5 separate regions of the Mus musculus genome follow, and regions 2, 3, 4 and 5 are each linked to region 1. A link is a contact called in public ChIA-PET and promoter capture Hi-C data. All regions are on one chromosome and are shown on one strand. Each heading gives the region's core, a stretch centred on a gene start, on an enhancer-like site or on the middle of the called end of the contact. The rest is flanking DNA. Distances are from core to core; before and after follow the strand shown. Region 1 holds the start of Ehd3 (EH-domain containing 3). Region 2 overlaps Lclat1 (lysocardiolipin acyltransferase 1). Region 3 overlaps Lclat1 (lysocardiolipin acyltransferase 1). Region 4 overlaps Lclat1 (lysocardiolipin acyltransferase 1). Region 5 has its middle 21 kb from the start of E330032C10Rik.

The links. Promoter capture Hi-C pulls out the DNA fragments that hold promoters and counts their contacts. ChIA-PET counts read pairs in DNA pulled down with a chosen protein or histone mark.
Region 2: an RNA polymerase II ChIA-PET map of memory CD8 T cells shows a contact between it and region 1, with 52 read pairs. The contact joins the enhancer-like site here to the promoter of Ehd3 in region 1. A contact is called at or near these places in 5 of 39 promoter capture datasets (the 3T3-L1 cell line, the C10 cell line, frontonasal cranial neural crest and 2 more), 2 of 484 Hi-C or Micro-C datasets (CD4 T cells and CD8 T cells) and 3 of 115 datasets of contacts at active chromatin or transcription factors (astrocytes, large pre-B cells and memory CD8 T cells).
Region 3: a contact with region 1 is called in a promoter capture Hi-C map of 3T3-L1-derived adipocytes, with 2.4 times the contacts expected there. The contact joins the enhancer-like site here to the promoter of Ehd3 in region 1. A contact is called at or near these places in 4 of 39 promoter capture datasets (the 3T3-L1 cell line, 3T3-L1-derived adipocytes, hippocampal neurons and 1 more).
Region 4: a promoter capture Hi-C map of cranial neural crest shows a contact between it and region 1, with 2.8 times the contacts expected there. The contact joins the enhancer-like site here to the promoter of Ehd3 in region 1. A contact is called at or near these places in 4 of 39 promoter capture datasets (the C10 cell line, cranial neural crest, embryonic stem cells and 1 more) and 1 of 115 datasets of contacts at active chromatin or transcription factors (astrocytes).
Region 5: a promoter capture Hi-C map of hippocampal neurons shows a contact between it and region 1, with 4 times the contacts expected there. The contact joins the enhancer-like site here to the promoter of Ehd3 in region 1. A contact is called at or near these places in 6 of 39 promoter capture datasets (the C10 cell line, embryonic stem cells, hippocampal neurons and 2 more) and 1 of 115 datasets of contacts at active chromatin or transcription factors (memory CD8 T cells).

What each region holds. Positions count from the first base shown.
Region 1 is chr17:73,803,471-73,806,132 of GRCm38.p6, reverse strand. Ehd3 (EH-domain containing 3) reads right to left here and starts at 1,292. Exons shown (of 6, transcript NM_020578.3): 1 at 664-1,292. The coding sequence starts at 890.
Region 2 is chr17:73,162,542-73,165,203 of GRCm38.p6, reverse strand. All of the region lies in intron 2 of Lclat1 (lysocardiolipin acyltransferase 1), which reads right to left. Among named protein-coding and RNA genes, the nearest start is that of Lclat1, 56 kb to the right of the region's middle. Within about 2 kb of position 1,318, at least 52 of the 459 cell types and tissues checked have an H3K27ac peak or open chromatin away from gene starts, as enhancers often do. A contact at or near this core is called in CD8 T cells and memory CD8 T cells, where this site is marked.
Region 3 is chr17:73,185,807-73,188,468 of GRCm38.p6, reverse strand. It overlaps Lclat1 (lysocardiolipin acyltransferase 1), which reads right to left. Exons shown (of 6, transcript NM_001177967.1): 4 at 448-594. Among named protein-coding and RNA genes, the nearest start is that of E330032C10Rik, 64 kb to the left of the region's middle. Within about 2 kb of position 1,363, at least 9 of the 459 cell types and tissues checked have an H3K27ac peak or open chromatin away from gene starts, as enhancers often do. A contact at or near this core is called in 3T3-L1-derived adipocytes, where this site is marked.
Region 4 is chr17:73,223,729-73,226,390 of GRCm38.p6, reverse strand. The region is part of intron 5 of Lclat1 (lysocardiolipin acyltransferase 1); the gene reads right to left. Among named protein-coding and RNA genes, the nearest start is that of E330032C10Rik, 26 kb to the left of the region's middle. Within about 2 kb of position 1,335, at least 71 of the 459 cell types and tissues checked have an H3K27ac peak or open chromatin away from gene starts, as enhancers often do.
Region 5 is chr17:73,270,740-73,273,401 of GRCm38.p6, reverse strand. No RefSeq gene overlaps it. Among named protein-coding and RNA genes, the nearest start is that of E330032C10Rik, 21 kb to the right of the region's middle. Within about 2 kb of position 1,296, at least 106 of the 459 cell types and tissues checked have an H3K27ac peak or open chromatin away from gene starts, as enhancers often do. A contact at or near this core is called in hippocampal neurons and memory CD8 T cells, where this site is marked.

The DNA of each region.
Region 1 (2,662 bases), core at 43-2,542:
CGAGGGCTGCTTCCATCTTGTGCAGCTCTAAACCATCACGTATCCTCCCATCACCTCTGCTATCTCACCTGCAAAGTCAAGGGCCAGATGAGGCATCTTAGTATCTCCTCTACTTCTGTAAGCTGCTTTATTATTATTATTATTATTATTATTATTATTATTATTATTATTATTATTGAACTATTAAGTTCAAAGAAGAAACTTATTAAAAGTATTCTGCTTCTCTAAGAGACAGCCCTAAAAGCACTGTCAGAGAGAAGGAAAAACGGTAAAAGAATAAATGACCCCAGGGTCTCCAGTTCACCCCCATCCCCAGGCCCGCGACCATGAGAACAACTCGGCTGCAAAGGTAAGGCTCCCCGGGATAATCCCAAGCCCTTCACGAGATAAGAGATTCTAGTCAAAAGGAGGGTTACGGTATCCCCACCTTCATTAGGAGTCTGGTTCCTTCTGTGCCTCAGTTTCAGTGCCCAGATCAGACAACAGGGATGACTCTTAATAAAATGACCAGGGCTAAGAACTGAGGAGGGACATCATATAGGAATCAATGGGGGACTCGGTAGTAGGATCAACTTTTGAGGCCTCCCACAGGGATTTCTTCAGAGCCCTTAATGGAAGACTTTCCACGTCACCCGGAAGGCTCAGCACCCAGATGAGGCTCACCTGATGAAGGTGGTCTTGCCGGTAGAGTACTGGCCCACCAACAGGACCATGGGCTTGTTGTCGAAATCAGCATCTTCCAGGGCGGGCGAGTGGAACTCGTGGAAGCGGTAATACTCTTCCAGAGGCAGCAGCTTGGTCTTGTAGAGTTTTTTGAGTCCATCGCTCACCGTCTGGAAGACCTCAGGGTCCTTCTTGCGGCGATCATCGTTACCCAGCCAACTGAACATTGTGACAGCTGGGAGGAAGCTCCCGGGAGTGGCACCCGCCTAGCTCGAACAACGCCGCCACTACTGCCTTACCAGAGCTCGGGGCTCAGACGCACCATGGCCCGGGCTGCCCCAGCTGCTGGATTCAGTCCAGTCCCAGGTTCATCCACAGCCCGGTTGGAGAGAAGGATGCTGTGGATTGTGTCAAGAGAACTGCAACCTTGGAAATTAAAGACAAACCTGCCGGGAAGCCGAAGCCTGAGTTCCAGGTCTCCCCAGATAGATGACTAAAGGATGCTCGAGCTCCGCTACTGCGGAGCCCAGGCTGCGCCGGGTAGGCAGCGGCTCACACAGCTCCGCATCCGCAGCAGCATCCCGCCGCCCCCGGCGCGCGTTTAAATGCCAGACGTGCAGGAAGTCCCCGAGAACTGGCAAAACCCGGCCAGCTCCACGGTCAGGGCGACGCGAAGCCAAGGAGGGCGCCGCCATGTCTATGGGCAGGCGCTCTGCGGCCGCGCGGACTCTATCTGCAAAAAGCTGCTGCCAGAGTCCTGTGGGAAAGCGCAGGCATTTCTTTCCCAGCCCTGGGGATTTGACTTGGGAGCAGCGCCCTCTCAAGGACGGAGACTAAGACAGCCTTGACCTACTCTACCGTTTTGAGACTCAGTTCCTTTGGTTACTGAGGTCAGTTCCCTGGGGATACTAATATTGGGACCCATTTGGGGAAAATTCTACTGTATTTTCCTTGGGGCATGGAAAGAAGGTGCCCCTGACAAGTGACATAAAATAACCAAAAAATCAGTAACTTATCTTTTCACCAGGCCTGAGGTGAAGTGAAAAACAAACAACAAACAAAAACGGCTTTCCTCTTTCTCTCCTCCCCCTCTCTCCCACTCAATACGGTAGGTAAAACCAGCAAAACACACACAGGCAGGGAGTGCTAAGGGGCAGCGACCTAATTTGACACAACTACATACAAAGCTGAGTCTTTGAGGAGCCTTTTAGGAGATGTAGCAGGGTAGAATTACAACAGACACGAAAAGAGGCAGGCAAATTTCTGAGTTTGAGGCCAGCCTGGTCTACAAAGCGAGTTCCAGGATAGCCAGGGCTACACAGAGAAACCCTGTCTCAAAAAAAAAAAAAAATTAAATTAAATAAAAATAAGAATAAAAAAAAAAGCAAGCAAGCAAGCAGAACCATCTTTTGCTTTTTTCGTGGTCAATTTGAAGGCATTACAGGAAACATGGCTGTGAGATGTCTCTTCAAGGATGAGCTGAGAGAAGACTGGAAGGCATTTGAGGTCACATAAAAAGCCTTCTTAAAAACAATCCAGAGCAGTGTAAAGATTTTGGCAGAGCTACATCCAAAATGGTAGATCGTGAAATGTATGATGGGAACAGGCATGGAAGAATGTGCACACCAAGATAGGAGCCAAACAAGAAATGGGAAACCCATAAGAATATCATTACCAATAATTGCTATGTAACAAAATGCTCACCAAGCACAGGGGTTGCTGAGATCTCAGGAAGCAACATTGTAGCGCCCCTCTGAGGAAGATCGTGCCATTGCCAGCAATGCCAAGAACAGTGATGAGACATTGGCCAGATGTGGCAAAGGGTGGGGCAGCAACAAGGAACAAAGTCAATGACAGTTCTAGAAGGATTCTAACCAGTGAGGTGGCAAGCCTTTCCTCTCTCCTAAGGCAGAGGGCTCCCACTGCCCTCCCTTCCACCAACAAGATAAGGAGCTAATGGACTAGGTCGAGCTGGGGAGTCTGGGAGCATCGTCTGGAG
Region 2 (2,662 bases), core at 69-2,568, 640 kb after region 1:
TAGTTATAAAATAAACTAGGACTTACATGTAAATGGTTTGGAATTTAAACTGAAGTTGGGCATAAGGATGTGCTGTAGTCTTGGTTTCTTGCGTTGGGCGGCTAGGTAGAGCTCCCTAACCAGGGCTGGCCAGTGCTGTTGCTGGACCTGCTTCACAGCTGCAGTTCCTCCAGTGTGCATGGAGACAGGAGGGCTGCTGAGGGAGGCTCGCTGGCTTCTGGTGTGGGAAACACTAACTCAAGGCATAAGTGAACAGCAATAGAGGAAATACAGGGCATGTTCTTCTATGCACGAGCCTACCACCACAGAAATACACACAGATTATTCATTAAAGCACTTCTCAATGTTTCTGCTGGTTTGTTTAAAATTAAAAGCTTTATGGGCTGATCATGGTGACACATGCTTTTAACCCCAGGGCTTGAGAGGCATAGGTAAGTGGATCTCTGGTTTTCTGATAAAACAGAGTAACAGTCAACTTCTACCTCATTTAACAGAAAGAAAAAAGAAAGTTTTTCATTCAAATGAAAAGCAGAAAAGACAGGGTGAATAAGCTCTGTGATGGTTTGTATATTCTTGGACCAGGGAGTGGCATCATTTGGAGGTGTGGCCTTGTTGGAATGGGTGTGACCTGGTTGGAGTGGGTGTGTCACTGTGGGTGTGGGCATAAGATCCTCAGTCTTCCACTAGCAGCCTTTGGATGAAGATGTAGAACTCTCAGCTCTGCCTATGCCATGCCTGCTTGGATGCTGCCATGCTCCCACCTTGATGATGGAATGAACCTCTGAACCTGTAAGCCAGCCCATATTAAATGTTGTTTTTTTATAAAACTTGTCTTGGTCATGCTGTCTGTTCACAGCAGTAAAACCCTAAGACAAGCTCACAGCTGAAGAGGATGTTTTAGGTAATGGACTGTCACCCCCACAAGATGGAACTCTCATCTGTCCTGTTCGTAATTACATCAAAGAATCTGCCTGTGTCTTGAAAACACCGGTGAAGTGAATTTAAAGCTAATCACTTCTGTTTGGCAGAGGAAATTCTCAGACAAGAGAGCATTTTATTCTGTGGCATGGCTACTTTTTACTAGATTTACCCAGGTTTACAGTTAAAAAGAGAAGAAGAAAAAGTCAGGATAGATCCAGATAGAGCTAGATCCAGGATAGCCAGAGCAACAGAAACAAACCCTGGGAGTGGGGGTAAGACTTAAAAGAAAATGCAGTCTATTGAGGAGGAAAGAGCTCAAAAGTTAAACCTTACAGCCACAGAAACACCTGGCTGTGCTCTGTGACAACAGGAAATGAGCCCAAAGAGAAAGACTTTACCCATTAAGGGCTCCAACTTGTGAGAAGGAAATTTTACTTGAAAAGAGAGCCTGATCAGGAAATGTAGCTGAGAGTGCTCCCCTTGCCTTGAAAGCAGCTGTCTGGGTAAGTGTTCTCCAGTATAAGCACGTGGAAGCTGATAGCAGTGCTCCAAAGGGGACCTAGTCACATCTCAAGCTGGTAGAAGAATGTGACAGCATTGTCCACGTAGGACTGGCTTTGCTGGCACGACAGATGCAAGAATGAAGAGGCCCTAGAATCTACTTCAGAGAGCAGCTGAGGCCAGGCAAGGTGTGGCAGGGCAGACACCTGCAAGCCTAAGTGTCTATGGAGATCCAGGATGTTGAAGAGGTCAGAACCTTTTGTCAAGTGTATTTCATTACAGAATAAGAACAGAACGCTTTAACTGCAAGTGTCCATAAAAGAGAAAGAAGAGAAGGAGGAGGAGGAGGAGGGAGAGAAGGTGCTGAGAAAGCTGGGAGGACCAGGCTGCATGCAGTACTGCATTTATAAAGCAGACACATCTGTATAGAAAACTGAAAGCACAAGTAACGGCAAGAGGGGAAGGCTAACTTTTAGAAGTGATGGTTGCGAGTTTAAGAGCCCTCACTACAGGATTCATTTTTCAACAAGAAAAATACACTATAAATGATTTAAAAGTCAATGGTCAGGAAACCCTCCCATGCCCACCCCATGTCCTGGAACTCACTCTGTAGACCAGGTTAGCGGCAGACTCAGAGATTCGCCTGCCCTTCAAGTGCTGAGATTACAGGTGTGAGCCACCACCACCACACACACAGCTGTTTCTGTTCATGTAAACCTACCCAAGCACCACTTCAGGAACTGAGTCAACCTGAATCTGAAGGGCCCACGGCAGCCACAAGACACGTTCACCCTGACGGCAGGCGCGCTGCCTGCTGCCTCAGTGATGAATGGCGATGAAACAGGATGGAAAGGGGCCTTACCAATCAGGGAAGACTGTTTCCATTCCTGTTTTCTTTTTCAGACGCTAAACACCTGGCCTCCCTACCAAAACAGTCTGACAAGCCCAGTAGCCTAAGCAGAAAGAAGAATTCACTGTTGCTAAGGAGAAAGGACTGGAACAATCCCCAAGGGAAAGACAAGCACGCACTGCTCACTGATTGGCAGCGGCCTCTTCCCAGTACCAGAGGAGGCAGGAGCTGGGACTAGAAACCAACAGCCATCAGCTCAAGATGAGGGATGCTCTCAGAGCACCATGATGACCTTGTAGAGTGCCGCCTGCCCCATGACTACGGAACACTGAGTGCACTCTGATCTTACCCAATCTGTTCGCTTCATCTGCACAGAGAAGTCACATGTCT
Region 3 (2,662 bases), core at 114-2,613, 620 kb after region 1:
GAATTGACTTGTACAGAATTTCACTCTAGTTAATTTGAGTGTGTGATATTTTACTTATTTGCAAGGTTTTTATAATAAAATTTATACAATTATATTTTCAATGTTGTTTTCTTTTTGGTCTTCCCCTCACTCCATGACACTGGGAATTGGACGCAGGGCCTCACAACAGTCCCCCGGTGAGCTCTATTCCTAGCCATCTTGTCATTCTGTATTTTGAGGCACTGAGTCAGGAAGTTGCTCAGGCTGGTCTTAAACTTGTAATCTGCATGCATCATTCTGAGTTCATGGAACTTCAGGATTGTATCTTCAAGTCAGACTTGGGTACCATTAACTGAGTGACCTAAGGGGTTGTCCATCCATTTTGCTCATATTCACACACAGGGTAGGAGATTTGACTAGTGGTGTGTAAGTTTATAAATTCTGTAACCCAAACCCAGCCTACCTTACCTGTGAGGTCAGTTCCTTCTGGAAAAATGAGAAGCTGTAGTGGTTCATGGATGGCACAAAAATAATCAATCATGTCTTCAAAATGGCTCTTATCATCCTTCCACTTCCTATGAATAAAGATAAAGGCCGCAACTTGCATGGCCCAGCCTAGAAAAAAAAAATAACAAGCATTTGTACAAACTTCAATAGCAAAACTTTCAGGTCTTCGATTTTTTTACACTATAATACCATTCTACAACATACCATATATTTAGTACTAATTTTGGAAATACTGGGGTTTGCAAAATTGTTGTTTTCTCACCTCTCCCAGACAGGGCTTCTCTGTATAGCCTTGGCTGTCTTGGAACTCACACTGTAGACCAAGTTGGCCTTGACCTCAGAGATCTGCCTGCCTCTGCCTCCTGTGTGCTGGGATCAAAGGTGTGCAGTACCACTCGATAAATTCTTTAAAACCTCCTTTAAGCCATAGCTTGCCACTATTATCAAGGCACTAATGTTTATCAAGTAGTAAGCAAAGAATTTTCTCATGTCACATAAGAATTCTATAGTATTTCCTTTTCTGTACTCTCAGAGTAAATGCAAATGCTATTTTCAATGGTATTCACTTCAGATTTTACTTAAATGAAATGGGAAATTCTATCTGCTATGTATATGTGGGCACACTGCCTTTCCCAGAGGCAGACCCACCTTATTGCTGAAAAGGTAGCCTTGATGAGCCCATCTGTGTTTCAGATGACTGCCAATCTTGCCCTGGCTACAGCCCTTGGAGCTTCTGTAGAAGATGCCTAACTTAGGGTAGCCTATGTGCGGTTTCTGAAAAAGCTCACAAAGAATGAAAGCATGGGTCCAACAGTTACTCTTAGGCCAACCGAATATCTACCTCTCTTAAAATTTCCTCTAGGACCTTGGAACAGCAAACACTGTGAGTTGTGCAATAAAGACGGCATATGTAATAAAGGTCAAAACCTCTTGCTGCTGAGCCACGGGTCTGATCCTGATTCTAACTCCAGGCCCAGTCTTGCCAGCCTATGGTATGGGTCCATCTCCACGATACCCATGAGACTCTTCCTCTCTAACACTTACATAGTAATAACTGCAACACTCATCTTGGCAGCCAGGGATGAAGAGTAATAATATCTTGCAAACAAGCAGTGCTGTTCTGGAATGCAGATGTGCCATGGCCTACCTACCTCCTGCTCCCCTACGACTTAGCCTCAGTACAGCCTGAGAATCTCTTATCTCTCCTAGAAATCTTTACTCCAATCATTTTTATTAGGGGCAAGTTTTTCCAGACATTTTTCATGTTTCCTGTCATTTCTGTTAAACCTCCTCTTTTTTTTCTGTCTTTTGTTGAAATTAAGTTTTCTTTGCCCCTTCCCTTGTTCTCTAAAATCCAGGTTTCCTAGAACTCAGGCAACCCATTTGTTCATATACACTATCAATAGCTATTTCTGTTTGACAATGTCAAGGAGCATCAGGTGCCACAGGAGAGCATGGCTGCCACAGGGACAGTATGGCCCGAAGTAGGAAGCATAATCCTGCCCACTGGCAGACAGTGTGCTGACATTTGCTCGACTGCCTTGGAAACAACACATCCCATTTTACGTCTGTGTGTGTTTCAGCTTTCTGTATTTGGTAAGCCTGTGGAACCACAGAATGCCTTCAACACTGAGCTCAATTATTGATCTCCAGAAACCAAAACAGCTCTTAATTCCATCACTGTGTAAAACCAAAAGACTCCAGTTTAAATTTAATTTCAATTTTTAAAAAGTACATTAATAATGCCCAAAATGTTTGCTTCCTACCATTCTTGTTGCAGGGTTTGTAGGAATCACCCGACTGCTCCAAAGACTCTTGACTTTTCTCTCACATTCCTAAACTTGACAGAAATGTTTTTAATATTTAGATTTGACCCCAAGTTTGCCGACCTCTTTGCTGTGTCCTGTTAATCCTGTCTTTTGAAAATTGTTTCTGTCCTCACATTCCTGAAATGTATTTTTGGTTCAACTTTGGAAGCTGGTTTGACTAAAAATAGAATTTGAGGTTCCAAATCACTGTTTCCTCAGAATTTCGGAACATTTCCCACAGCCTTCCATCCCTCAGTGCGGCTAGTGCGGCTAGCAGCCAGGAAGAAGCCAAACCCAACTCATCCATGCATCAGGCTGCCCACTGCTCAAGCTTTTATGATTTTTCTCTTTTGTCCCAATAATTGACT
Region 4 (2,662 bases), core at 86-2,585, 580 kb after region 1:
ATTCCAACATGCAGATATGGAGAGACTGAGCTAAGCCTCTCTCGGGGATACCTCTGCCTGAGTGAGCCTGAGAGCAATTTTCTCTAACAGCCTGAAGTGGGAAGGGTCAGTGAGACTCAGCTGGTCAGTGACTGAGATTAACAATCCTGTAAACCTGAAGAGAGAAGGCCAGAGTAGTTGCTGTTTCTCCTGTCCCTATCTGCAAAACCACTGCTACACTGCTCTGCAGCTGCTGGTGTTCCTGATGGGCTGTCAGCTGCCCTGTGGTGATAAAATTCCACAAAATACAGTGAACCGTCAAGGTCACCAGTATGTGTTCCGGACGCTAGACGGAACATACCAGGGTTTCCACACAATGCCAGAAGGCCCACAAGTTTAGAGATAACTGATAGGTCCCTCTGCCTTTTCTATCCCCTGGATGTTGACTTTTTAGCCATGGTATATTTAACAATGCTAAGTACATATGCTATTTTGAAGATGGAATTATTTTCTGAAATTCTAGACTACAATCCTCTCTGCTTTGTGTATTAGTTCTCTCTGATAACAAAAGAAGCCTCATTAAGTATTCTGGGAAGCAGCCTCTCTCTTCAGATATTATCATAGGAGCATTTGTTTCCTAATTAATTCCCAAGGATGTCTTTAAATAGAATCATTAACCCCCTTACAGCAGTTTTCATTCTCTACTGTGCTATTTCTTCCCCTTTCTATCTGTAAGACACATGGGGCCCCCCACTAGGTAGAAAAATATTCTCACAGAACATTTTAATCAGGGCAGACACATTCTCCAAGTGCTGTAATTGCTGCCTTACAAATGACATTCTTGTTCTGTCTGCTCCTTCCCCTGAGTTAGAGACCCTCCTTCTAGCATAATGTGTCTGTCAACCACCTTGCCTGCTGAGCCAGCCAAGGTGTGCTCCTTGCTGCTGGGCAGCTTCCAGCTCCTAAGAGCTCCCCAGGCCTTTGAGGAATTCTAACTGGGCCTGTGCTCCCTTAGCTCCCCACTCACAGAGGTGCCTCTGGTTGGTCTTGTTTTGTTTGTTTGTTTAATGACCAGACCAAGCCAAGCATCACTCCCTGGTTTTCATTTATCTATCTATATAGATATACCTACCTGATATGAGCACACTGTTGCTGTTTTCAGACACACCAGAAGAGGGTACTGGATCCCATTTGGTTGTGAGCCACCCTGTGGTTGCTGGGATTTGAACTCAGGACCTCTGGAAGAGCAGTCAGTGCTCTTAACCTCTGAGCCATCTCTCCAGCCCCTCAAAAGTGTCTTTCTCTGCCTAGTCCCTGTCCTTTTAACTTGGGTTTCTAGCATGGCAGATTTCAGAGAATAGCTCCTCAGGGCAGAAAGCAGGAAATGGGGAAGGGGGTGGGGGAAGGGAGTGAGGTGAGGGGGCTTGTGGGGGAGAGGGACAGAGCAGCTCTCAGGGTTCCCAGAAACTTGTTAACTCTGGTGCACAGCTGGAAATGGGGCCTGTGAAGGGTGCCTCTCCTGGTATTCCTTTCACCCTCTGCTGACAGAATGAAAACAAGTGCTCGCTCACCTTTCCTCCCTCCCTCCCCCTCACGCCCCACCCCCCACACTTATTCTGTCCCTGAGGCTTCCTGAAGCTACAGGTTAGTTGAGACCAATTGTTTGGTTTGCTTACAATGGCCTTCCTTGGTACAGCATTTTCTGGACCTTTTTCCCCTGAAGCAAATTAGAACACATGCTTTGGCTTCATATTATTTGTTTACTTAAGTTTATCCCTATTCACATAGCAATGCCAACTTTTTCGTTTACATATAAGGGGAAGGAGTTTGAACTAAAAGAACCAAGAACAAAAAGGCTGGACTAACTAAAGCTTAAGAGCAGGTGATGAGACCGGACTTGTAGGAACAAACACTGGGAGATGATGGTAGAGAGAGAAGTTAAAGGATTCACCAATGAAATTTAACACCCTCTTAGTGGTCAGCACTGACAGAAGAAAGGCCAAAGTATGGACAGGGTAAGGAAGCAATAATGACTATGTCAAACAATTTTAAAGAAAAGACTAGGCCAATGCTTAGTGGTTTAGTGCTTAACCAAACCCTTACCAAGTTCATGTCCACAGAGACCTTTAATCCAGGGTGTATAGCTATTGCTACATTGCACTTGTGGTAAAAATAGAAGAAGCACATTAAATGTGTAGAAGCACCTTGCTGAGATGAAAGTCAACTCTCAAATCCAATCCAGGAATGTAACATCTTTAGGCTCCAACATGACACACAACAGGATCAGCATGCTGTATTCAATGACAGCCTGTTCTAGCAATTACAGTACTCTCAGATTAGCAGTGGGACATTATACCTAGACGTGCACAACTACTAAGACAAGATCTTAAATATCCCAGAGACCAGTGAATATTAAGATTATCTCAATATGGCCAGTCTTCTAGTGTTAACAATTCCCCTACACTTGATTCATAAGTGAATAAATCATATTAAATTAAACCAGCCGGTACTTGGGGAACTACCTTCATCAGAAAGAGACTTAATGAAAAGCTTTAGCTTAAATGAATACTCTAATTATTACAAGCTAATATTTGTCCACAGAAAAGGAATTTGTTTCAGGATTAGTCAGAGACCAAGAGAAGCCAGAGGCTCTAATTCAATAATGGAATGCCTAATTAAATGA
Region 5 (2,662 bases), core at 47-2,546, 530 kb after region 1:
TTGTCTTAGAGTTCCTTGGTCAGAAGTGAGACTGGGTGTCCGGCATGGTATATTTTTGGGTAGACGCCCTATGGTGGCATCCATTTTCTTGCCTCTTTTCATCTTCTAGAGACAACCTGTGTTCCTCCACACTTCTCCCCTTCATCCTTCAAAGCTGGTGAAAAATCTAGTCTCTCAAATCTCATAGCAGTAACCTTCTCTTTAACATCTATCTTCCATGGGAAAGGTTCCACATGCCTTTCCTTCTGTTACTGGAATGACTAGTCTGACTTTATAAGCAGAAAGGATGGTTGAGAACCCATTTCTGGGGTTCCAAGGCACTGGCACTCACTGGTTCTGATGGGACTGTCATGGTAGGTGACAGGAACATGTTTGTGAGGGGAAAAAAAATCACACACACCCCTCAAACAACAAAGCAGCAATGTAGAGACTGATTTAGGCTTCTCTAACAACTGGGTCTAGTGAGAGTTCACTCCACAACTCCCATGTTCCCCCTAGGGGCAGAACCCCAGTGACATAAGAATTCCTACTAGCTCCTGCCTCTTCCATAATGTTTCCCTGCCATTTCCAGGCTGTGAGCTCTCAACACGTGAAGCCTGGAAGGAGGCACACCACATTCAATCCGCAGATGGACCCTTGCTCTTCCATTGGCTTACCCTACCTCATCCAGATGACCACCTCCTCATCTGCGGGGCAGTCAGGTAGCATCCTTCATCCCACCCACAGCCTTATTGGATCTAATGCATTTGCGTGTTTGGGGTTATTGGTAGGTAGACCCGTTTCAGGGGAGCACTGCTGTGCCTGCCACAGTTCGCAATGTTATTGGGCTGATGGCCTGGCTTATAATGTTATGTGCCCTTGGATATTGTATTTGAACCCTTACTCCAGGCCTTCCAGATGTGAAGGGGGATCGGTGGGGAGCAGTGTTTGTCATAATGATGAAGATGGAGTGGGAAGAAGCAGTGTCTACAGGTTTGGCTGCCATATCCCCACTGGACAGTTTCCATGACACCCCACTCGGTGGTCCTGTAGAGGAACAAGTCACCTTGCCCTTGCCTCAAACCCAGTTCTCTGATTCCCAATACTTTGCCCCTGTTCTGATGCCATTCCTGCCAAATAGCTAAATTCCAGCTCCTTCCATTTTCTACCTTTACATAAAAAGCACAGAGCCAAGGAAAGGATGGAGCCTCCTACTCATCCCAGGCCTCCCAGCCCAAGCGGTACAGGCGCATCAAAGGATGCCAACCCCCCAGGAAACTACAGCTTGGATTACATCATCCTGCAGCATACCATTGCTAAGCAACTGTGGGCTCAACATCTGTTTCCATGGAGATATCACATCATCACCATTGGCCAGGCAGGGCTGAGAAATACATAGGAAGGGATGAGTAAGCCGAGCTGTGTCAGAGAATGACAAAATCTTTGTCATTCTTGTGGGAATGAGGAAAAGTCTATCATGAGAGTGAAAGGTAGGTGAAAGTCAAGGGTGCTTCAATGAGAAAAGGGGAAACAGGCATTGGATGGGATCCGGCAGGGTCCCTGGACAGATGGTATACCCTGGACCAACTCTCCTATGATGTGGCAGTAGCTGGGCATCTTGTTCAAAGGTTCATCACAGAACCCAAACCTGTGCCTCCCTGCCTAGGACTCGCCCTGCTAAAAGGAAAGGCACTACAGACCGCTGATGCCTTCCTAAGCTGAAGTGGTCCTTGCTCCACTAGCTCCATCCATGGATGGAGGCTCTCATTCACAGCTGACAGACCCTGCTATCATAGGCTGCAGTCATACCGTGAGGATGCTGGAAGAGTGGAAATGAATAGCTGTGCTGTGTGCCAGGCCATATGCCGCCTGTGTGCTGCAAGCCGTCTCCATCAAACTTCAGATTCTGCCTAGGGAATGGGATCTCTTCATCTTCAGCCAAAACACTGAGACTCAGACGGGAGGTGCAGCTCCTCCACGATTGATAAGAATCTGAAATACGTAGACATCGCAGGGGGCCAGCCCTCTCAAAGGTCGGTTCATTTCCTCTTCACGTGCTGTCCATTGGTCTCTAGCTGTCAATCAAGAGATGAATCTGGAGTTCTTTTTCTGCTGCACCCTGCTCACTCCCTATCCTCACTGGGCTACATAACACCTCCAGAAGCCAAAGTCAGACACTCAAGGATGAGTTTATGGAAGACTGGATATTGAAACAAGATGCCCAGGAGGGGTTTTCCTTGTGTCCTGAATCTGCTGCAGGATGTTCAGGAGTCCACATGCACCAGCCCCTGTCTGCAGACTCTGAGAGAAAAAACCCTGACTGACATGTGAACAGAGAATGATAGGCAGGATGTGCCTGTGCACACTCCTCCCCACCTCTTCAACACACCTCATCACAGACAGGTCTGCTGCACAGGAGAAGGAAGTGAGCTCGGGATCCAGCCTTGGTCGGAAGCTTGAAATGAGAGGAACTGAGTCTGAAATACTGGACGGAGGATGGCAAGGGAAAGGCAGAAAATAATGACAGCTGCCAAGGTGACACGGAGAAGCACCGCAGGAAGGTTTTTATATCTTAAAATCTTAAAAAAGGAGGGAGGGAAGAAGGGAGCCAGAAAGAGGAGCGAGACAGACAGAGACAGATAGAGGTTGTGTGTGGCCTCAGACACCTCAAATATTAACCATC